Linked DNA regions of Gossypium hirsutum: region 1 is linked to region 2. A link is a contact called in public Hi-C data. All regions are on one chromosome and are shown on one strand. The core of a region is the stretch at or near the end of the contact, and the rest is flanking DNA. Distances in the headings are between cores, read along the strand shown. Region 1 has its middle 27 kb from the start of LOC107900701. Region 2 holds the start of LOC107899882 (pectin acetylesterase 8).

Evidence for each region. Hi-C and Micro-C count contacts between places; a contact is called where the count stands out from the background.
Region 1: a Hi-C map of leaf shows a contact between it and region 2, with 2.6 times the contacts expected there. The contact joins the enhancer-like site here to the promoter of LOC107899882 in region 2. A contact is called at or near these places in 5 of 34 Hi-C or Micro-C datasets (fibers and leaf).

Annotation. Positions count from the first base shown.
Region 1 is chrD08:54,446,614-54,453,810 of Gossypium_hirsutum_v2.1, reverse strand. No RefSeq gene overlaps it. Among protein-coding and RNA genes, the nearest start is that of LOC107900701, 27 kb to the left of the region's middle. Within about 2 kb of position 1,505, at least 9 of the 9 cell types and tissues checked have an H3K27ac peak or open chromatin away from gene starts, as enhancers often do. A contact at or near this core is called in fibers and leaf, where this site is marked.
Region 2 is chrD08:54,316,498-54,324,119 of Gossypium_hirsutum_v2.1, reverse strand. LOC107899882 (pectin acetylesterase 8) reads right to left here and starts at 4,823. Exons shown (of 14, transcript XM_041098410.1): 1 at 4,685-4,823; 2 at 3,991-4,091; 3 at 3,756-3,879; 4 at 3,591-3,673; 5 at 3,292-3,421; 6 at 3,122-3,201; 7 at 2,733-2,819; 8 at 2,531-2,655; 9 at 2,355-2,415; 10 at 2,212-2,265; 11 at 2,050-2,127; 12 at 1,866-1,971; 13 at 1,635-1,780; 14 at 1,146-1,547. The coding sequence starts at 3,879. The coding sequence ends at 1,419.

The DNA.
Region 1 (7,197 bases), core at 256-2,755, 130 kb before region 2:
CATGTGTCCTAATAGAGAATGGTTCCCCACATACGGTTCAGTTGAAGGGGAGTTATGCGCATGGGAAACGATTCATCTTGTAAGGTAATTGGTATTGATACTGTTAAAATTAATATACATGATGGGACGATTAGGACACTCTCACATGTCAGGTATGTACCTGATTTACGAAAGAATCTCATCTCATTGGGTATTTTAGACTTGAAAGGATGCAGAATCAACATCGAGTCAAGCGACATTAAAGTATCTCGTGGAGCTCTCATTTTGTTAAAAGGCAAAAGAACCGGCAGTCTTTATATTCTGGAAGGTTCTATAGTGACCGGTGAAATCAGACGTCTCTCGTTCGTTACGAAGTCAAAGTCAACTCGTTTGGAGTGGATGCAACTTGGTCATATGAGGGAAAAAGGTATGATCGTTTTGTTGAATAGAGGTTCTCTTTTGGATGTAGGTTTTGAAAAGTTAGGGCATTGTGTTCATGAAAATCAGGTTCGAGTTAGTTTTAATTTGACAGTGTACAAGTCGAAGGCTAGAAGTCTTCCAGTTTCTAAACACAGATTCGACTCAATTAATTCCTTACATAGTTAAAGAAAGGCCCGTGGCGGGCTTTGGCAAAGATGGCATTGTGGAAATATGAGTTAAGGTGGAGATTTGTTGAGTATGACTCCTATTTCAGTCAAATTTGAGAAATAATCTTTTAGTTAAACTCTGTTTATTTATTTCAATCAAACTCTGATTAGTCTAGATTATTTCATTATTATTTGACCTATGAATTTAGCCTATAAATAGGCTCTTTTACAACATTAGAAAATACACCAATTAGAGATTAGAACTCATAACACATTTAGAGAATTTTGTGTTTACGTTTTAAGGGTTTTTTGTTTTCGGGTTTTCGAGATTTAGTTTTTATCTCCATCTTTTATACTTTTCGTGCTTTTGCCATTATAGTAAAATCATCTTTGCCCGTGGTTTTTTTTCTCTTTAGAGAGGTTTTTCCACGTTAAATTTATGTGTTCAATTTCTCAATTTATTCCATTATAGTAAAACCACTCGCACGTGCTCTTACTGTATCAATGGCATCTCTTTTATCTACGCCTCTTTTAACAGCCACTTCGTCACTGTTCTTTTCATTAAAAATTTATTTTACCTTTTAAGTTTTTCTTTTTCAGTCCATTTCCTCAAACAAATAAATATTCTGTTACTTAAAATTAAAAAAAGTGAAAAAAGTTGGATAATTTGCTTAGTAATATCAGTTAATCAGATTCAACTACCAATTTACTTTTAAAATCTTAAGCTTTAAATAATAAATGAAAGTAAATTCCATGTTTAGTAGTGTTATTTAAATTCGAAAACTTTTGAAATAAGAAACTTTGAAAAAATCACATGCTTTGTGCTTTTCAAGTTTGCAGTGGAGACGGTGGACTTTTTCCCCTTGTTTGCTCACAAAACAGGAGTGACTCTGTTGGACACGTGGAGAGAAGGAACTGGTCTGTTGGGATTATAAATAACGGACAAATAAGGGAAGATCAAGCTCAGCGATAGGGTTATAGAAACAGTAATAGTTATAGATGGTAAGGAGGAGCCCTTTTCCCAAAACCAACCATTTCGGTGAAGGGAAAAGGGGCTGGAGATTGATTCAGTTACTGGCGGTCTCTAATTCGCTTGGTGCAGGTCGGGAACTGATTGGCTGTACCTTAATATTGGATTGAATTTTATTTTGATTTAAGCCAGATGGCGGGGCGTGATTGGAGGAAGCGCGAATCGGATCCCGCCTTGCATCAACTGAATCGGAGACCGCGGTGAAGGTTGCGTGGATCTTTCCTTTTTGTTCACTTTTAGGCTTATGATTCAGATCGCAGGTTGGGATTTTATTTTCCTTCTTGCTTGTTTTTGGTAGCTTTTTTAAAAAAAAAAATTTATTATGACTATTGATTTGTTTTATTATTAAGGAAACTACAGATTTGCTTCTGAATCATTAGATTTGGGATTTTTTTTTAAATATATAAATTGTTTTTTTTTTGTTATCTTTCTTTCGACGATTCAAACGTCAAGAAGAAAAGGGATGTAAAAAATTGTTAATTGCTCAAACTTCACTTAGTTTAAAAAAATTATGGCGTTGTTGTAGTAAAATAAATGCATTACTTCATTGTAAATGTTTTGTTTAAATCTAGGAATTACTATGATAATATACATTGGAATTAGTCCATTCCTATTTCTTGTTAATTAAGAGTAACCTCCTATGAGTTCACTGCAGATTTATTTTAGTTAGTTAGTTAGATTTGAGATAATTATTCAATCTAGTGTTTGTAATGATTGGTTTTGATTGGATAGTAACACCGTAATGTTACTTGTGCAAGCATTTTTTGTGATATCTTAATCTTATGTTTTGGGTAGTTTTCGTACTTCTCAAATGCTTCGTACAAGAGATGCAATCAAATCCCATAACTTTATAAATCCTGTTATTCCACTGAATGAGTAGAATAAAGAAGTTTAGTCCTTGTTTTAACAAGTTCTAATATTTTGTTTATTTGATTATTGGAGGTTCTTTCAGCGTAAAGATAGATTCTAAGTTCTACCTTCTTTTTTGTCTCAACTTACGGTATCCTTAGGAGCCTTTTGGGGGGATAAATCTCAGTTGTCAGTGTAAATCTAGATATTCATTCAGTATTTGATAAATTAGTTTCAACTTTCTAGCCCAAAAGATAATTAAGTTTCTTTATTTTGTTTCTTGTTAACATATTTAGTCCGTGTAGAGTCTAAACTGATGTCTGGTATCAACTCCTTCCTCGTTTTCAAACCTCTGTCTATATTTATTTATTTCTGGCTCCTAATTTGCTGCATCTGGTTTGTTGTTTATAATTCATTTAAAGGCTCAAAGGTTCCCTTGTAAGATATTGAGACATACTGAATTTTGTTGAATTTGCATGCTCACTTTTTAATCAGCATCTGAGATTGATTGATTGCATCACTGGACTGCATGTGTGGCTATCCTTCTCTTTTTGGTGCTGTTTTGTCCTGTGTTCATAATACCGTTATAATTTTATTGACTTCCGAAGTTGCATTATGGTAGAAATAATTCATTGAGGATTAACTTTGTCTTTTCTAGTTGAAGTGCTGATTGTGTGATTCCTCATGGCAACAATTTTCTTGTTCGCACTCTTTGTATAGTCTCCACTATGTGAGAACATCTTTGGCAACAGCATTAATAACCCCAAATCCCTTTTTTCTTGGTTGATCTGTCTTTGATTTTCTTTTTTTGTGCTAGGTTTATATTGTTTGTAAGAAACTTCTCTCTAGACTTATCATCAGGTCTATAGTTCCTACTTGGTATATACATTGACATATTTTGTTATCTTTTATTTCCCATCTGTTGATATCCACCGGTAGAGTCTTTTGTCAATGAAGTCAATCGATGTCTGAAGGGCAATGCAGTTGCTGCCAAATTTGTCAACTGAACATATCTGTCTCTTTATCTAATCATCATTTTGGTGTCAAATTTTCAATATAATGTTTGTGTTTTTTTGATGTGCTTCTCCCCAAGTGTGTTTGGTAGAGTGGAAAAGTAGAATGGAAAAGTAGAAGGCTAGAAAGAGGAGAGTTGAAAAGTGAAAAGAAAATATAACTTCCGTCTCTTTGGTAGAAAAGAAAAATGAGAAGAAAGAAAATAGTAAGGATGATATTTTCCATCCTAGAGATTTAAGCAAATTATTTTAAATTGGAAAGTAAAAAAACAAAAAAAAGGAAAGGAGAGAAATGTAAATTAAGTGTGCATATTTATATGATTAAGTATTTCTTTTTAATTTTCATTTTTCAACTCCATTGATGGAAAAAGATTTTTTTTTTCTTTCCAAACAAGCTCACCAGTGGATATATATATATACTCTCTCTTTCTGTTTTTCTTTTATTTCAATTTTTTTTTCATTTTCTATCAATTGGGGGGGAAATAAAAGATAGAAAAAAAATTCGGTTAATGTACTAGATAGAAAAGAAGAAAAAAATAGAATTGAAAGAAAAGGTTAAATTAGTCATATGTGGAAAAAAAACATTAATCGGTAAAATAGGCTGATTTTTGGAGAGATAATGTGAAAGCGCATTTAGTTGGATGAGTTTTTCGATAATTATAAAGAAAACGCATTCAGTCGGACACGCATTTCTTGACATGTCAGCACGGAAGCTCGTCTAGTTAGGTGCGCTTTCACACTAACTATGTAGAAAGCGTATAGTTGGATGTGTTTTCACTCTCTTTAAAAAAATCTATTTTTCTAAATTTAAAAAGATCTATTTGATCAATTAACCTTTTTTGGCATATTCAACTAATTTAACTGGCCAAAATTTTAAGAAAGTAAGAATTGTATAATTAAAAAATTGCATATTTAACCATTTTCTCTCCCCTTATCTCTAAATTATTTTTATGCAATAGTATGGAAAAAAATATCTTTCCTTTTTATCTTCTCAATTTTTTTTGGCATACCAAACACATTAATGTTTTTTCGTTCTTTTTACTTTTTCACTTTTCTTTAATCATTATTCAACTTTTTCAATCAATCAAGCATATCTTTAATTACTAAAAGTCCAAAAGCCTCAGCATTATCCTAACCATAGGTTTCCTGTTCACCTAAAATTTATGTTAAGTTCTTAAACTGTATTTTGGAAACGATGGTGAGAAGATGCGACACGTAAGGAATGGCGGAAGGGTTATGTAAACTAATGAATCAACAGTGATTTGTTTTCGCCTTCCTTTATCCCTTTTAAGATTTAATTTTTGCATTTTACATTCTTGTTTTGGCCAATGCAAGGGATTTTCACGTTTGAAAGTTTGGTATACTCAAGACCTGAGCAAAATTGATGCACTTGACTTTATATCAAAGCATCCTAGTGTGGCGAGCACAATTTAGTTGCTGCTCATACTGTGTTGTGAAGGTATCCATCTTAGTTTTTGTTTTGCATGCTTTCCCAAAATTGTTGTTAGCCTTGGGGTGGACAAATTACTAAGTTATTAATGTCTTTTTAAAAGCAAGAGGTAGATATTAGTTTTGATTATTAATATTTTCTCTCGTCTTGGAAATAACTATAAAAGTATATTTTCAAGGATGATAACAAAGGTAATTCGGAATAAGTAGCAGTTTTGCTTCATTTAATTTCTCAATAATTTTTATTTAGAATAGTTGTTCGGAATAACTATTAGTTGAGAATGGATAAATTATATACTTTGGTACTTGAACTTCGCTTCATGGTTCAAATTAGCATCCAAGAGTTTTTCTTTTTTGTTCTATTAGGTACTTGAACATGGTTTTAAGGTTTAATTTGGAACTTAAAGTTCATTTTGGTCCAATTAGATACTTGAACTTAACTTCTTGATTCAAATTGGTACTTGAATTTGGTTCTGTGGTTCAAATTAGTACTTAGTTATTTGATCCAATTTGAACTATGAAAGTCAAGTTTAGATAGTAATTTTAACCAAAAAACCAAATTCATGTATCTAATTGGACAAAAAAGGGTTTAAGTACCAATTTGAATCTTGAATCCATTTTAGGTACTTAATTGGACAAAAAAAATCTTAAGTATTCATTTGAACCTTGAGGTCTAGTTCAGGTATCAAAATAAGAATGGCTAAATTCGAAACATCTATATTTAGAATAAGCTCTTATTTAGAACAAGTAATATCTAGTGTAGCTGTTATTTGAGAATAATTCCTATTGAGAATAATTAATGTTTGAAATAGTTGATTTTAACATCAAGGAATGAATTTTCTACTTGATAACAACATAGAGCTTTAATCACTTACTCCTTTGAGCTGTTAATCTTGATTTTTGTATTAGAAATGTTAAATGGAGAAAAAATCTCTCCTACTTTGCTTCAAGTAAAAGCTTTGCAATTGCTATTTAGCATGATTGTTTGATTTAGCCTAGATTGGTACGATTAAAAATCGGTCAAGATATCAATTCAAAAAGAGGAATCAGATCGGTCATGAATTGGTTTTTTATTTTTTATTATATTTTGTATTATTTATAAATTGTTAATTATTTAATTAATTGAATTGGTCAGATCAATTAACTAATTACTTGATCGATTCAACCATAAATTCGATTTTAAAAACCAAGCTATTTAAAACGAGTCTGATTTTGAAAATCGAGTCGGAAGTGAGTGGTGTTTTGCTTTTGGTTGTTTAGGTTTGGGACATACTATAGTACGTCTAGAGGTGTCCATGGTAGCCCGGCCCGATGGCCCGCCCAAAATATGGGAGGGTTCGGGTAAAAATATAGGCTCGAAATATGGGTTTGGGAAAAAATGAGGCCCGTTTAAAAAACGGGCCGGGCCTCGGGCACCACTTTTTTGGCTCGAGCCCGGCCCGAATATAATAAATATATATTTTTATTTTAAAATATTTTTAAAATACTTTTTTTATTTTTAAAATACATTTTTGGTGTTTATTAAAAAATAGGCCGAGACGGGCTGGGCTCGGGCTTAGGAATTTTTCCCGGGCGGGCATGGACAAAATTTTAGGCTCATATTTTTGGCTGGGCCGGGCCAAAATTTTTTATGAGCCTGGCCTGGCCCATGGACACCTCTAAGTACGTCTAAACTTTGTGACTTTTGGTGCTCTTCATTTGCCCTGATTTATTATTTTTAACTTTTGTTGTTTAATTATATTATTTTTATTTATATAAAAAAATAGTTTTCTATTGATTTTTATATAAATCAATTATATATTTTTGTGATGGTGTTTGATAATAAAATTACTAAAATGTAAAATTGCTTAAAAGATTTGTTTGATTCGCAAAATTTTATATTTTTGGTGGTATTGTAAAATTTTGAAATATAACGATCTTGTTTAGAATTCAAAATTTCTTTAAGGTGTTAATCTAACATTAATCCGAAATATAAAGAACAATTTCAATATCACAACTTTTTATCTAACCTTACATTCTAAGTGAAATAAATTTTTTTAAATAATTTTATTCTTTATTTATATATTTTAATGAATTTCATCATTTTCTTAATGCAAATAACAATACAAGTTTAGTTAGAAATAATAAAAAAAATTCTCTTATGCAAGTAAACAAGTCAATGTAATTCCCTTTCATCATATGTAATTAATTCCCCCGAAAAAATTAGTGTAATTCTATTTAAATTTTATTAATATTTGTGGCATTGTAAGTTTTAATATATATTATTTTTATAAAAAATTTGGTTTCGCTT
Region 2 (7,622 bases), core at 3,574-6,073:
CATATAACCATGTTGAAGTCATCGGTCGGTCACCGAATCTAATTCAGTCAAGATTGGTTAAAGGTTTTTAAAAATTTCGATTATCAATTAATTTGATTTTAAATTAAGTAATTAATCAAATTAATCGATTAATTGAAATTATTAATAATGATATATGATAAGCCCCATATATTAAAGATAGGTCTGATGTATAATATAATCTCAATATATAAAATTTAATGGATTTATAAATATTCTTATAATTGGCTTAAAAAAGTATTATGAAAACTAAAAATATTTATAAAATAAAAAATAAAAAAAGTAAACCAAAAGTAAAAAAATTAAAGAAAGAAAAGTAAAAAATTTTTGTTTTTAATATCATATTTTTTATTATGTTTTAAATTTAGTGTTATTATTGTATTATTTTTCATTCTTTTGTAACTTAATTTGATCACATTATATATAATAATTAATTTAATTTAATTACCATATTATATACATCTCTATTAATCACATAATATAATAATTTAATTTAAATTAATTTAGGAATCAAATATAAATATAATATTTATTTTTAATCGAATTCATCGGACAAAAAATAGGAAAAAAGAAGTAATCTTATTTTATTTTTTTGTTTAATATATATATATATATATATATATATGATAACATACATACACATAAGATATATAATAAAATAGAATTTTGGAATAATTTTAGTAACAATTCTGAACTAGTTATAATTATTTGTCAATTTTTTTACATGTCACACATAAGAATAGTTTAATTTTATAATCAATTTATTAGTGAAACATTATAAAAAATGAAGCCGATTCATAAAAATAGTTAAGTGCATTTTAATTAATACAAACGATTGGCCTGTGCATTGCACAAGTATTTAAACTAGTTATACAATATGTAAATGTTGAGGATTAAATTTTTTAGATTCAAGACTAAATTGACACCATGTACAAATGTTGAGAGTTAAAGTTGCTATTATGTCCATTGTAAAAGAAAAAATTGAATAATTGAGTGACAATTTTGTAACTTTTCATAGTTGGGTGACTCAAAAAACATACCAATAATTAGGTGACTACAAGTATAGTTTACCCTTAAAAATAATACACAGGCAACTATAATAAATTTTAATACACAAAAATTAAAGAAAAAGAAACTGATTTATTAAGAATAATAATATCCAATAGACAAATGAAGCCAACCCAGCACACAAGTTTGGTGCAGTGGTGGCCATTGCTTATTCAAAGGAATTGACCAATGCTAAATTTCATTTAATGATGAATTAATGATGAATATTAAATCTATATAGCCAAAAAAATTATACTTCTACGCTATATGTATGTATGTATGTATGTAATTATAGTATGAATATGAACTGCATGCTGAGAAAATGTATAATCTACTATATATCTATTATATGTTTATGAATGGGGTGCATGCGGATCATCGTAAACACGGTTGTGGCAAGTTGGGTTGCAAGGATAAGCGCAATCTATCTTTTGGAACGGTTTCTTATCATAAAACCAGTCTCCTACTGCCTTCCCAATTTTCTGCACTCACAAATCAATTTCAAAATCAAACATATATCAATCAGTGTAATATTATATATATAAAAAGGCAGCCATTTGTTTGCTTACGGTTTTATTCAACAATGGGGAGTCTTGCATAAACCATAATTCTTGCATCTCAGTTTGGCAATGGGCAAAGCAAGAGTCTATAAACATTCCTCTTGATGCAGACTTGCCTAATCGAAGCAGTGCAACCAAGAATTGTAACCTGAAGTCTGAAACACACACACAAACAAAATGCCCTTAATAAAAACTTTAATGAATTCAGAGTCTAAAACAGGAGGGGAATGTTTTAATCACCTTGCATTACTTTTATTTGGCTAGGCAAACAGTTCTTTATATCAAGCTTGCAGCTCTCCCAGTGGCCATGGGGATCAGCAATGCCAGGTGCCAAAATGTTTCGTATCTGAATGGAATCAAATTATTTCGGTATTTGATTTGTACAATCATTTTATAACTAAATCGAATGCGGAAATGAGCGAACCTGCCATGAATCGTATGCTGCATTGATGATGAAAAGAGGTGTTCGTATTTGTTGTGCGATGTATTGCGGGAAAAAACACTGTGAAATGTGGATTGAGTATTGGTCAGAATATTGAAAGTTGCAGTGAAGAGTGAAACTAGTAAGGAAACAGAAAGCACTCACTAAACCAGGTTTCATTCTCGAAGTACATGATGGAAGCAAATTCTTTGCAGACCCCTTCAGAAAAGTGAGACTGTGCGTAAGACTTATACATTGACAGTGCATTAAATATTATACCTATGAGGAGATAGGGAAAGAATGAGTACATGTGTCGCAACTAATTGATCAAAGAAGGTTTGAATATAATGTCCTCCAGACACATCTCTCCTGCAAAACAACATTTACAAAGGAATTAATAAGTATTTGCATGAAACGAATATGTGAACTACCATGTATACTTCAACACAAGATTCTTGGCAGAAGGTCCTATAAATGAGCTTACGTATTGATAAAATAACCAGCATCTGAAATACATTTTACTTTAGTACCCATAGGTAGGAGGGCTCGGAAGCTATCGCAATGCAATATCGATGCCAATCCACCTGCTGAACATCCCGAAAGAATAGCCTACACAGAGTAATTTCATTGGAAAAACCATTAGCTCAAAAACATAAAAAGATACAAGAAAGGCAAAACAATCTTACATTTTCAGCATTTCTCATTCCTTTGCTCAATAGATCCTCCATGACAGCAAGCCAGACGCTTGCACCTCTGAAGTGAAGATTAGTAACCTGATGAAAAATTGCTTACTGATTAAATTGCAGAGATACAAAGAAAACTTGTATAATGGATTCTACATATGGAAATAACAACTTTTTGTCCTGTGTGAATATGAGTTGGTTCAGTTAGCACCCTGGCAAGCATCAGAGTTCAAGTCGCACCATGAGTCTCATTTGATGAATGATCCATAAGTACCATATTCAGCCCTCTATAAGGCGGTGGCATGCCTGACCCTGGACTATAAGTTTTATGACCAGAAAAGTAAAAAGAACTTGTTGTCCTGCCATTGCCAAGATGAAACATCATAACTTACTGGATTGACTGCTGCAACATCGCCGGTGAACGATGATCCATCACAATACCTGACTTTGATCCTGTTCCAATTGTAAAAGTCTACAAATCCAAATCAAATCCATTAAACAGCTTCCAAACAAAAATTAGGAGAAAAAAAGGAGAGAGAGATAAGAAAGAAAAAGTTCGTGCCTGGATTGAATATACGTTTGTTGTTCAGAATGCCAGAGAAAGGGATTTGCTTGACCATTCTCTTCGAAGAACCTAGATGTGTGTTTTTACGAACGAGGCAACTACTGACATTGTTGCACCATCCTCCTCCCTAGGAATCCAATGCAAGAGCAATTACTGTGAGTGACAGTAAATACATTAGGAAGTTTGGAACAGAAAAACAAAACCAATCCCATTAGTATTGTCAACAACCCCCAACATCATGAACATTATTACATCCTGTTTAATGATGTAAATGGATTTCGACAAGGGGGACAAACCTCAAGCTGAATTAGCCAACTATTTATACCGGTTCCGTATCCCTTGTCCCAATGGTAAGCTGGCGGGCTTCCGTCCAAACAAACTACAGTTTCATCACAATTTAAGCATATTATTAAGAAATCTAACAATGGAAATCCAAAGAGGAAGAAAAGAAAAATACTGACCGGCTCCTTTTGCTACAGCGCTTTGAACATAGGTAATTGGGACGTAAGCCGCGTTTGTTGTGAACAACAGCAGTCCCAAAACAAGTAGCCATAGCCATAGGCAGGACCTTGTAGTATCCAACATCTATGCACCTTAAACGTTTAATGAAATGGCAGAATTGAATTACGCAACTAATTATAAAGCAATAAACATGAAACAGAGCACACCAATATTATAATTATATATAGGTGGTACCTGCAGCAAGTGGAAACAGAGGGAAGACGAGGAGAAGGATCAAAGAGCTGAAGAATAGGATGGGACTTGGGAGGGAACCGCCTTGGGGTCTTTGTGTCTGCCTTCACAGTTACAGCATTTCAGTTCCAACAAATCAGAAATGATGAAATGAGTTTTTAAAAAACCAATACAAATACAGGAAGACCATAAAAAGTAGTGGTGGTAATACGAGGAAGACGAGATCTAAGACAAAACGTTTTTTAAAAGTGGGATTCTTTTTCCCTCTATGAGTGAAAAGGGAAAGTAACACTTGCGTCTTTTGCAACACTTTGTAGTTGTAGTAGCTAAGCTAAGCTAGTTGTATTGCATTAATGCAAGCAAAAAAAAAAATGGCCCTCCTGTTCCTGCAAAGGACAGAACAGAACTTGAGAGGAGAGCCGACACTGATTCCCTTAAAAACACCACTGTCAAAGAGTCTAAAAAAAAAAAACTTAAAATAAATATTATTTTTTCTTTCGTCTTTTCAACTTTTGAAATTTATAAAAAAATTCTAATGGGGGTGTGTGGTGGTGGGAGAAAAGCTTGATTTTAGTTATGTAGAATTAGACTTTTTAGTTAAAAGTGGGGGTTGAAGTTGAATGTAAGCAGACCCACTAAACATCAATTTGCATGCGGTAATAGAAAAACAATGAATGGAAGTGAAGGAAGAGCTAACCTTAAAGTCTGATCGGCTCATGCGTTGAAGCTTTCGCTTTCTTTTTCCGCAGCCATTCGTCTCTTCACCACATATAATTATAGAGTTTTTATTCTTTGGGTTTCTTCTACTAACAATTTAAAGCATACATCCGTCACTATTACACCTCCTTTACGTATTTTAATCAAATACGAGAAAATAACGTTTTTACCATTATTAATGCAATCATCTTTTAACCATTTGGTAATATTTTAATTTTATTTTAATACATCTTAAATAGAATATATATCTGTCGAAAAAAAAAAAGGAAATTTCGCCGGTGAAATATTTAAGTTAAGCTTTGTTCTTAATTTTATACTATAAATTTCAATATATCAAATTTCCAACTTCTTCAATTAGTAAGTGAAGGTGTTATTTTGGTTGATATTCTACCTTTCCATCTTGTGCAAGTTAGTAAGCTATATAGTGGGTGACTAAACTTGTAGAGTATGTGTGTACCAATTAGTATTATCTTAAGAGAGTAATTTGATTACCGATTACTTGAGTTGTGATAGTTTAGAAACAACAAACGGGTTCGGAAAAAAATATTTCACTATGTAATAGCAACATATACAAAAATATGAATTTATCTTTGAAGCATTGACATACACATTATTAAAAATTTCAAAAATAAATTAAAGAGATTTTTATTTAAATAATGAGTTAACATATCTAATATAAATTCTAAAGAAGAAAAGTAAGATGCTTTTATTCCTTGTTAGTAGATGAGAAATACTGAAATACTCTAGCGTCGGCATAATTGCATGATGCTTGAAGAGGAGAAAAGCAGAAAGTAAGAACTGGTGACTTGTTAATAAAATGTATTTTCATTTTATCTATCTATGCATGGCACTTCCATGTTGGATAGCTCTTTCGTTCTCAAACCCAAAATTATAGTTAAAAAAACATGGTGCAACGTTATGTAGTATATGTATATATAATAGCTCAAAGAGTATGATTGCATATTATATTGGTATGCTTGGTGCCGAATATAAATCAAAAAGAAAGAAGATGTTTGTTACTTGTTTGGTGGAATAAAAAATTGTTTCCACCATGATTGGAATAGGAAAGTAGAAACGTGGCAGATGATAATACGTTGAAGAGGGGATCTAAAAGTTCGTGGATGCGTTGCATTTGCAGGCAAGCATCAACCTATAATAAGTGGAGAGTTGAGAGTTCAAAGGCCACGTGATTGACGGTGATTATATATTTTTGTAAAAACAATTCAAAGTTGGATGAGCCACACCCACCGCCACCATCCATTTTCATGCTGTTTTGCACTTTCGTTTACGCACCCTTTTATTGAAAAGAAGAAAAGACATGAAAAAAGCAATATACTAGAATTTTCAGAAACTAGATGAGCCACCAAATTGATTCCAACATCCAATAATTATTATCTCCCACATGTAATCCAATCACTCATCTATAACCTTTCTCTCTATCATTTTTAGTTGTGGATATGGATATGATTGAAACTAACCTCGACTCTATCTAGTATTTAATTTATAAATATATTAATTTAATCAAAAATTTTATTAAATTATTAAAATATTTTATTAATTATACAAGTGTTTGGTAAAGTAGTAAGACATATCACACTCCTAAAAGGAGAACTAAAATTTAATCTTGGAGACAACATTATTGGAAGGAGCAACCACAAATTCTGAAAGGATTAATCTTCTTGGATCATAAAGCGGACATGAAGTATACTTTGATCATACAAAAAAAGAAGCATTTTATTAAATATTGAAGAAGCTTTCGGTTTACACTTTGTTCCAACATTGATGTTTGAACTATTGTTGGAACAAATAACTTAATTTGTAGTTGTATAAGACAATTTTGTTCTAACTTCTATTAGAAAAAAGAATGGGACAGAACAAATTCACAAATAAGTAAAGTAAGGAGAGAAATAACACACAATATTTTTAACACAATTCGGATCAACAATCCTACGTTTGTAGGATTTCGGTCAGGGAATGATTTTATTCAACAATCCAACTGAATCACCTATTGGCTAAAGCTTGAACAATCCTTACAACAATGGATAATTGCAGCCCTAACAATGACTTAGATTGTTACAAATCACTTTTCCAAATACCTCACTTACACCAAATACCTCACTTACAATCAATGTGATCTCCCCAAAGAGTGTCCAACTACACAACCAAAAATATTCAACAAAGCAATAAAGAAAAGACACTCTAAAATTGCTCAACACTATGCGACACAAACAACCTATTTATAGGCTGATGTAAGAGTCCCACGGCAGTGTTTTGATAAGTTTTAAACTCTCATTTAAAAACTGAAAATATTCAATTAATTATCTTGAGTATTTATAACATAAAAGCCTTTATAAACAAACTCCTCAATAGTTTCAAATACTCTAAATGATAAGGATAAGGATGAGTATTTACAAAAGTTCAAACTCCTCTAATTTCTCTCCAAGGTCGTCGATTGAAAGATAATGATCAACACATGTTTGTAGCACAAAATTACTTCCTTATTTGCTACTTAACAAGATTAAATCATAAGCCATTTTGTTAAAATGTCAAATATGCAAACACAAAATCTTTGATTGCACCAAAACTATTGTTCTATATGTTGTTCAAATATGAAGTGGAACAAGAAAAGTAGCCAAACTTCCAACAATTTCTCCCTTTGGCATTTTGACAAAACCAACAGGAAATGATTAGCACTTAATCCAAACAAGTCAAAGGAAACTAGAATATGTCTCCCTTTAAAAGATAGAACCATGCTCGATCATACACTCCTCTATCAATATATTTGTTCATCACATTGACCACCAAACATATAGACATTCTCCAAAGTAATTCATGAGATATAATGCGTGACAAATAAGTTGAACATATATCATCTAGTATCTAACAAAAACAATGAAAGTAGTAGCAATAAAAGTCAT